Linked DNA regions of Mus musculus: region 1 is linked to region 2. A link is a contact called in public HiCAR-type data. All regions are on one chromosome and are shown on one strand. Each heading gives the region's core, a stretch centred on a gene start, on an enhancer-like site or on the middle of the called end of the contact. The rest is flanking DNA. Distances are from core to core; before and after follow the strand shown. Region 1 has its middle 7.1 kb from the start of Gm36834. Region 2 overlaps Rad51b (RAD51 paralog B).

What was found. HiCAR-type assays count read pairs that join an accessible place to other places.
Region 1: a HiCAR-type map of fibro-adipogenic progenitors shows a contact between it and region 2, with 4 times the contacts expected there. The contact joins two enhancer-like sites. A contact is called at or near these places in 4 of 115 datasets of contacts at active chromatin or transcription factors (bone marrow-derived macrophages, embryonic basal ganglia, embryonic stem cells and 1 more).

The regions. Positions count from the first base shown.
Region 1 is chr12:80,010,592-80,014,245 of GRCm38.p6, forward strand. No RefSeq gene overlaps it. Among named protein-coding and RNA genes, the nearest start is that of Gm36834, 7.1 kb to the right of the region's middle. Within about 2 kb of position 1,615, at least 49 of the 459 cell types and tissues checked have an H3K27ac peak or open chromatin away from gene starts, as enhancers often do. A contact at or near this core is called in fibro-adipogenic progenitors, where this site is marked.
Region 2 is chr12:79,727,696-79,731,522 of GRCm38.p6, forward strand. All of the region lies in intron 8 of Rad51b (RAD51 paralog B), which reads left to right. Among named protein-coding and RNA genes, the nearest start is that of Gm36048, 69 kb to the right of the region's middle. Within about 2 kb of position 2,571, at least 15 of the 459 cell types and tissues checked have an H3K27ac peak or open chromatin away from gene starts, as enhancers often do. A contact at or near this core is called in fibro-adipogenic progenitors, where this site is marked.

The sequences.
Region 1 (3,654 bases), core at 365-2,864, 280 kb after region 2:
CCATGAAAGCAGAAAGATCATGATCACATGGCCAGAAGCGCACCCTGAGGACAGGCTGATGGAGCAGAAGCAGCCTGGGTGACACTCAAAAGTAAGTAACAAGGGGCATATGATAGGTGAGAATAGCATAGAACCTGCCCAATCTGGCTTACAGCTTGTAAAGAAAAGAACAGGTGTCTGTGTCTTTTATAAGGGCTAGCTAGAATAAATAATTCATTTACATAGCTATTCTATACTGTTCTTCCATCTAGAACCACAAGGCAGAGATCCATGCACATTAATTCCCAGAAGTATGCTAATAAAGGTTTAACAACTAATTTGCATGAATCAGGAATGATTGCTGTTTGACAATTTGCTAAAATAATGAGTAAGAGGAACATGAAACAGCAAAAAACACATGGATACATGCCACATAGCAATGTTTGGGCAAAAATCACTCCACAGCTACAACAGAATCCTGTCAGAGTGACACTGTAGCCATCTCAATTTGACTCCATAAGTCATCCAACAATGAAATTGCCCAACACATTTCTCAGAATGCATCGGTCATTATGCTACATACAAGAGCATTTCAAAACCTCATTTCTTCATAGTTTACTTGACTCCACCTAGTAGGATAATATTTTTTGAAAACTGGAAAAATGTTGCCTCTGTGTTTTAGGTTGTTTACAATGTCAGTGCTAGAGCTTCCAAGTGCTTCTACATTACTCACAAGAGCTGCAATGTGCTTCTACTTTAAATCTACCTTATTAGTGTTCATTTGCTTCCTTGAGTCTCTCCTTTTCTTAACTCTGGATGCTGATGCTGGAAAAAGGGAAAACATCAAGCCCATAGCAGTTTGCCAATTTCTCTGGTGTAAATATCCTCATCACAGCTGAGTTAGATTGCTAGTGTCATGACACCGAATGCGGAGGCACAGAGGTTGGCTCACAGTAACAAGCCCATATATACAACAATGGCTGTGGAACTCTAGAGGCACAGAACAAACTGTGGTAAGACAAATTAGCATGTGATTAGGCTGTAGCATCTACAATTTGGGTTTTGAGTGTTAACTAATAATGGCTGCCTCTAGCAACGAAACTTGTAAAATTCTGGAAAACTCAGCAATCGATTTCCACAAACCAACTCCTGGACACCCTCTCTGCCCCTCTCCATTAGCTCCTTGAGTTCCAGGCCTTTGATGACCATACCCGTTGTTACATAGCTGCAGGCTAGTGTAGGGCCACATGACTGAAAGGACATCAGTCAATGCTTGGTATCTCCAAATAAGCAATGTCAACAGCTTCAGTCCAGTCGAGTGACTTAGTGATCTGTTTCTTTCGAAAAACTGTGATTTCTGAACTCAGTTCAGGTACCAGAGTGCCGTCTTAAGTGGAGAATGTGGCCTGAAAGCACTCATGATGTAATGGGTCCCGTTTAAACTTGGCAAGTGGATAGCTTTGTGAGAAATGAATTTTCTTAGGCTGGGTTTAGGAGTTTGGGGTGTTTTCTTTTCTTTTTTTTTTAAGAGTTAAGCCAAGGCAAAAAATAACCTTTGCAACACATCACTTCACAGCTGGTCAGCCTGGGAGAGGCTATTCTGGGATAGGCAAGCTAAGATGTCACTGTAAACCCCAGGCAGAGGGGAGTCGGGTCGTAGGGTTCTATTTCTGTCTGTGTCACGGACATGCTCAGTAAACCTCCACCCGTTAGTTTCCCAGCTCCAGCCTCACTTTAGTTTCTCCCCAAATCAGGTCAAGTTGGTTTTTATCAAGAATATTAGGTTCAAACAGTTAGTTCTTAGGGTTACTACTATTTAGTTACTGAAGGGGTCAAGGGATGGGATGGGATTTCAAAAACCTCATGGGTATTCATCGTCATCTGGGGCAAGTCTGACAAGACCTGCGAAAGCATGAAACCTTAGTTCAAAAAAAAAAGGGGGGGGCCATTGAGGGAGGTTTAGCAGAGGTAGAGGAAAGAGAATAGGCAGGGCAGAGAAGACAGTCTCTAAACTGTGTCTGGGGTTCACCTCCCAGAACCAAGAGTATCTGGAAAGATGCAAAGAAGATAGGGCAAGCAAGTGGTTGGTTAAGAGTGCCTTTTGTCTGAGTTGAACAGGGAGGGGAGTTTCCTAAGTAGGAAAGGATTGTGATTGGTAATGATTCTGAGAGCTGTGCGGATGATGACTAGGGAGAGCAAGGTTGGAGACTATCCGGACAACGGGCAGTAACATACACCAGGCCCCTCTCTGACTCCTCTTCATCCTTAGACATCATGGTCCTCAAGTAGCCAGGCCCTCTCATCCATTGAAAAAGTGTGAGCCAGGCTTCTGGCTGGGAGACGTTAGTAGGTCTATACATCCTGCCCTGCCTTGTGCTTCTTCTGTCTTCCTCCTCACGCCAGCAAATTGAAGAGAGGACGCTGCTCCAATGCAGATTAAAGAGAGGACACTATTCCAATTTCCAACATCCAAGCAACTGAAACATAAGAGTTATTAATGACTAGTTCCATCCAGATAGCAACTAAAATTCAAACCCATCACAGAGTCGCAGGTCCTGTGCTGGGTCTCCAAGGCTCTGTCTCCATGAAATCTAACTAACTAGGTGACTTTTCTTACCCAGAGGTCAGATACTTTTGCGAAGTACAAAGCCATGGATCTCTAGAAAGCCATTTGGTGGTCTCTCCAAAACCCACACTTCCAGTTCCAGTCGTCAAACACAACAAGCTAAAGAGAATCTCTTCCAACACTTTTCCGGGAAAGCCCAGACTTCAGAGTCCCAAAGCCAACAAGTCAGACTTTCCTGTCAAGAGGCAATCCCTCCCCATTCAACAGATACCTTTCTTCATTAAGCTAGTCCTGTGCTTTCTAATAACTTTTGCTTACACCACAAAACTGTCATAGGCTATGGAAACACAAAGGCCCTGAACCCCTGGAAGTCATTACTCCTTCCTTTAGCAATTGTTGAATTAAGCATCATAAATATGGTTCCCATCCTGCTCCCCGCCCCCCAACCCCCCCCCCATTGCAAGCACACTCATGTGCACACACACACACGCACACACACACACACACACACGATCTGCTGGACATATGTTCAGAAGAAAGTAGGGACGCAAGTGAGAAAAAAAAATTCCCATGTCCTGAGTCAAGAGCTTGAGAGCTTTAAAGACGCTGGGGTGGAGGGTGGGTGATGGCGTGCTGGAAATGGACTATCCATAGGATTTATAGCTTATATGTTTCACAAAGCTTTTCTTAACATATAAAAATCTGTAGCGTATGGCTTTTCCCCCCCTTTTTGGTATAGGGCAGTAAACAAGAGCTTTGAAAGGAGAAGGAAACCAGGAGAAAGCCGGCTCCATTAGTCACGCAGCTGCGTATCCTGTCACAAAGGACCCCAGTTGAGTAATCGCCCAAAATATGCCTGTTATTTTTTTTCTGTCAGAAAAAAAGGGGGGCTGCCAAAACGTACTGTACAAAAAAAAAAAAAAAAAGAAAGAAAGAAAAAGAAAAACCCAGCTGGCTTTTCAGCCCCCACCCCCGGGGGTGGGGGTGGGGTCAGAAAATAAAGAAGAAACAGGCATAGCTTGGAAGTGTTCTCCCTACTTGTCTTTGCAAGAAGAAGCTCTCAAACTGCTTGTGGCAATGGAGCCTGCAGGGCTGGAGGATTGGCTGGC
Region 2 (3,827 bases), core at 1,321-3,820:
AAATATAGCACCAGTGGGTGGCTTTGGAGGAGGTGTTGAGGGGATGAGACTGGTCCAAACTTCCTCTCTTTCAGCTGTGAAAGAGCTCTTGACTCTCCCATCTGCATGTACTACAGACCCAACAGAAAGGGTGAAGGAGGAAGAACAGTGTTACTGGAGAACTTCCCAGAACATATTTGGATTCCACCTAAATGCTATTTGTTTGCTAGTGTTAATTAGGATTCTGGTATTTTAAGATCCCTGCTTTATATTTGGGAAATAGAAAACACAGGGTTGTGGGTAATTAAGGAGAAATAGTGGCATTAAGGTCACTAATGTTTTTCTTCAGGAGTCACCAAAAGAATGGAATTCCAAATGCTAGACTTTCATCTCCCTTGAAAGCATTGACATGGCTTTTTGATGACCCTTTCACTGTTCCTTAACAGAAATTCCACCACGATGCTCTTTATGGAGTTATGATATCTCTTTGTATCTCTGTGAATCTGACAAGTAAATTAAGAAAAATACAAGTACTATTAAGAGCTAAGCCAAACCAGCAACTTTAAGACAGTGTTCTGCTGCCCCCATTGTTTGTTAATGAGCCAGGCAGCTGCTGGTCCTCCTGATTATCCTAGACAGGTTGTATTCCTCTTTCTTAGATATAGAGGAATTTTAATCCAGCAACAATCCTGCTCTGGCAAAGGATCACATCCAGAGACCTTCTACGTCTGTTGATCTGGCTGGAATACACACCTTTCATCCCTCTGGCTAGAATTTGACATCTAATTGAGGGACAGACAAAGTGACAACTCAGAGAAAGATTTGTCAGAATGAGCCAGAGATAGGATACGCCTAACTCTTAAGAGAACAGATAGGAAAGAGACTACTTAAGAGCAGTGCAGAGAGAGAATACAGTTGAGTTCAGCTGAGTTAGTGCCGTCCAGTTCAGTGCAGTTCAGTTCATGGAATTCAGAGGCATTTTTACCAAGCAGAGCAATTCAGTCAGAAACCAAGAGAAGTCAGTTTGAGTCAGTCAGCTTGTAGAGTTGTTTGAGCCAGAACAGCTTGTAGAGTTGTTTGAGCCAGAACAGCTGAGTTGAGCCAGCCAGAAAGGAGTTCAGAAAGAGCTAGAAAGAGTAAGTTTATTTAGCAGTAAGTCTTGGAGGCTGAAAACAGTCTAGGCCTAGGTTAAGAGACAGAGGCTGGAAACTGAAGCCTTCGAGATCCAGGCTTGTAGGAGATTTGTTGTACAAAGGCTAGATGCTTCTAGGTCTAGGGATAGTTAGATAGAAACTCTCTGAGCTCAGCACAAGCCACGTATTCACACAGCTTGGGTATGGCTCTCCTCATCCCTTCCTCTGAGGAAATAAAAGCAACATTTGTATTTAATTCTCACATCTGTGATTTCACAGATGAGGACACAAAGGCCCAGAGATGTTTAAGTAATCTACTCAAAGCCTCACATAAGTGTCAAGCTTTTGACTCTGTGGTCCCCAAACTACAGCTCTTCTTACCACACTGCCTATTGTAGGGGAAAAGTTGGTTGTGGCTTGGTTATTTGCATTTGTAAAGCATCTTTCACTTGAAGAAAAGAAACTGAGAACACCATTTTGTTTTTGTTTGCTGTTTTCCTTGCGTGTCTCTTGCAGAGAGGAAGGAAAGAATCAACTCTTACTGGCTAACTTATATGTGTCAGAAGTTCATTATTCCATACAACATTGGACAACATTATACAGATAAGGAAACAAAGTTGTCCAATGTCACATGACACACAAAGGAATAAATCTCAACCTTGGTGCCGCTCCTCAGCAAACCCTGGGCTCCATTAGAGCAGAGAAGTCTGTTTCCCCCTCAGGCCATTTTGTTTTGTTCTATACCAGTAAGCTAAATCCCAGATTCCAAGCAGTCTGTTTTCAGACTATCATATCTCTCGTGCCTACAGCAGGGTCTGACTCTGGTGCATACGAGATGCTCAGGAGGAAACGTTGAATGACTAGTGAGTGCACATGCTCTGAAGTGCAATTAAAATGTGTGGAGCCTTGAACCGTACTTCCTAGTGTGTTCCAGTGTCTGTTGAGATGGTACCATGGAAAGGGTCTGAGAGAGTTCATTCTTGAAAAAAAAATGTGCATTCCTGATTTGCAAAAGTCTACTATACTCAAAGCTGTGCAGTTTAAGGAATGGGATTGCTCTCCTGTTGTCTGGGAAACTGAGACACAGAAAGGCTTTGCAAGTCAGTGAATGTTTTGTGACACAACCAGAATTGTGAGAGTCTCACCTTTATAGCCTTAGACCACTTAGCAACCCTGTGGTCTTGGTAGGGCTGCAGCTTTCCATAAATCTGGCACTTAATCATTTAAAGAGATGGCAATTTATCTTAAATATGTGCCTCATTATGGATGCGACACACTTAGCACAGATGGTCTCAGCAGTTTTTCCTGGCTTCCCTTACCCCAACATATCTAGTACGCTAATGTCAATATTAGCTTTACTGTTTTAGGTAACTTTGGTGTGCTTCTCATTAGCTGCAACCATAAAGAGTTGAGTTTTACCTGCGCTGAGGGATCACTAAATTCCTGCTGGCATCTGTGCACACAGCCCCATGTCACGAGTGAGGTCATGTTTCTCCTGGATTGTGCCTGTATCTGATGAGCCTAGGCTGGCATGAATCCGAGACAATGAAATAATCACACCCATTAGCTCACCAGGGCCTTATTAAGATGTGGCCTGGCTTTCCATCCATTCCTCCTTCTTGGAAAAACTGACATAGTCATAGTGTGTAAAGGTTAGTGGAGATGAAGCTGCTTTAGCAACCAAGAGCTAGTTAATACTCTGTACTTAAAAGCCCACCGAGCTGTGGCTGATAACAGGAAGTTGCACTTCAAGAAACAGGATTCGAGGGTCTTTTCCCTGCCTGTCCCCCTTCTTTAAAAAAAAAAAAAGTTTTATTATGAAGCACTAACCAGCCTCAAACTTGCACAATGCTTCGGTCTCTGTCTGGAGAGGGCTGAAAGGCAAATCAGAACCCTGTCTAGTTCAAGGGTGTTCTGTGATCTGTGCATGTATGATAGTAATACTGAATGCCCCCCTGCCCACACCCTCCAGTGCCCCACTAGAGCAGTGCTTTCCAAACTTCCACATTTCTTTGCAGACCACCACACACACACACACACACACACACACACACACACACTTGGAAGGTTTGAGTCTGGCAAACAAACTGTAATAATTAAACAATGGTTTTGTTTTCTCATTGATAACTCAGGTCATTGTGCCTTTATCTCTCTCCATAGTGCTTTCGTGGGGACATCTTCCCAGACCTCAGGTATAGCCCTGGATGTGACCCACAGTTACATGTCCAGAATACCGTCCACTTCACCACAGAAGCCCTTTCACAGTCCCTTGTGTGCCTGCCATTATAAAGACTGGTCTGTCTCACTCCTGACTGTTTTTCTACTCCTTGTGTCTTTGCTTGGCATATATAACTGGCACTTAGTAAACATTTGTCGAATGACTTAAGGCATTAGGTAACTGAAACACAAGAGAATTGTGGGCCTTATATTGGCTTGGAGAGTCTTAATCTATAAATCTGGTAGGGTTTCTGAAGTGTTGACACTGGCTTAAGTGAAAGTCACCAAGTTGAAAATAAAAGATTAACGTTGGGGGAGGAGGTTGTGAGATGATGCTTCCAACACATTGGCAAGGTTCTGATTCTTAATATAGAGGGATCCTGGCTACTCCTGAACTAAAGAGACAGAAACCTGCTCATTTCATATATATCCACTGCAGAGCTATTGGAGAAACCTACGGAGTTTTACAAACTGTAAGGGTATTGTTATTTTATGGTT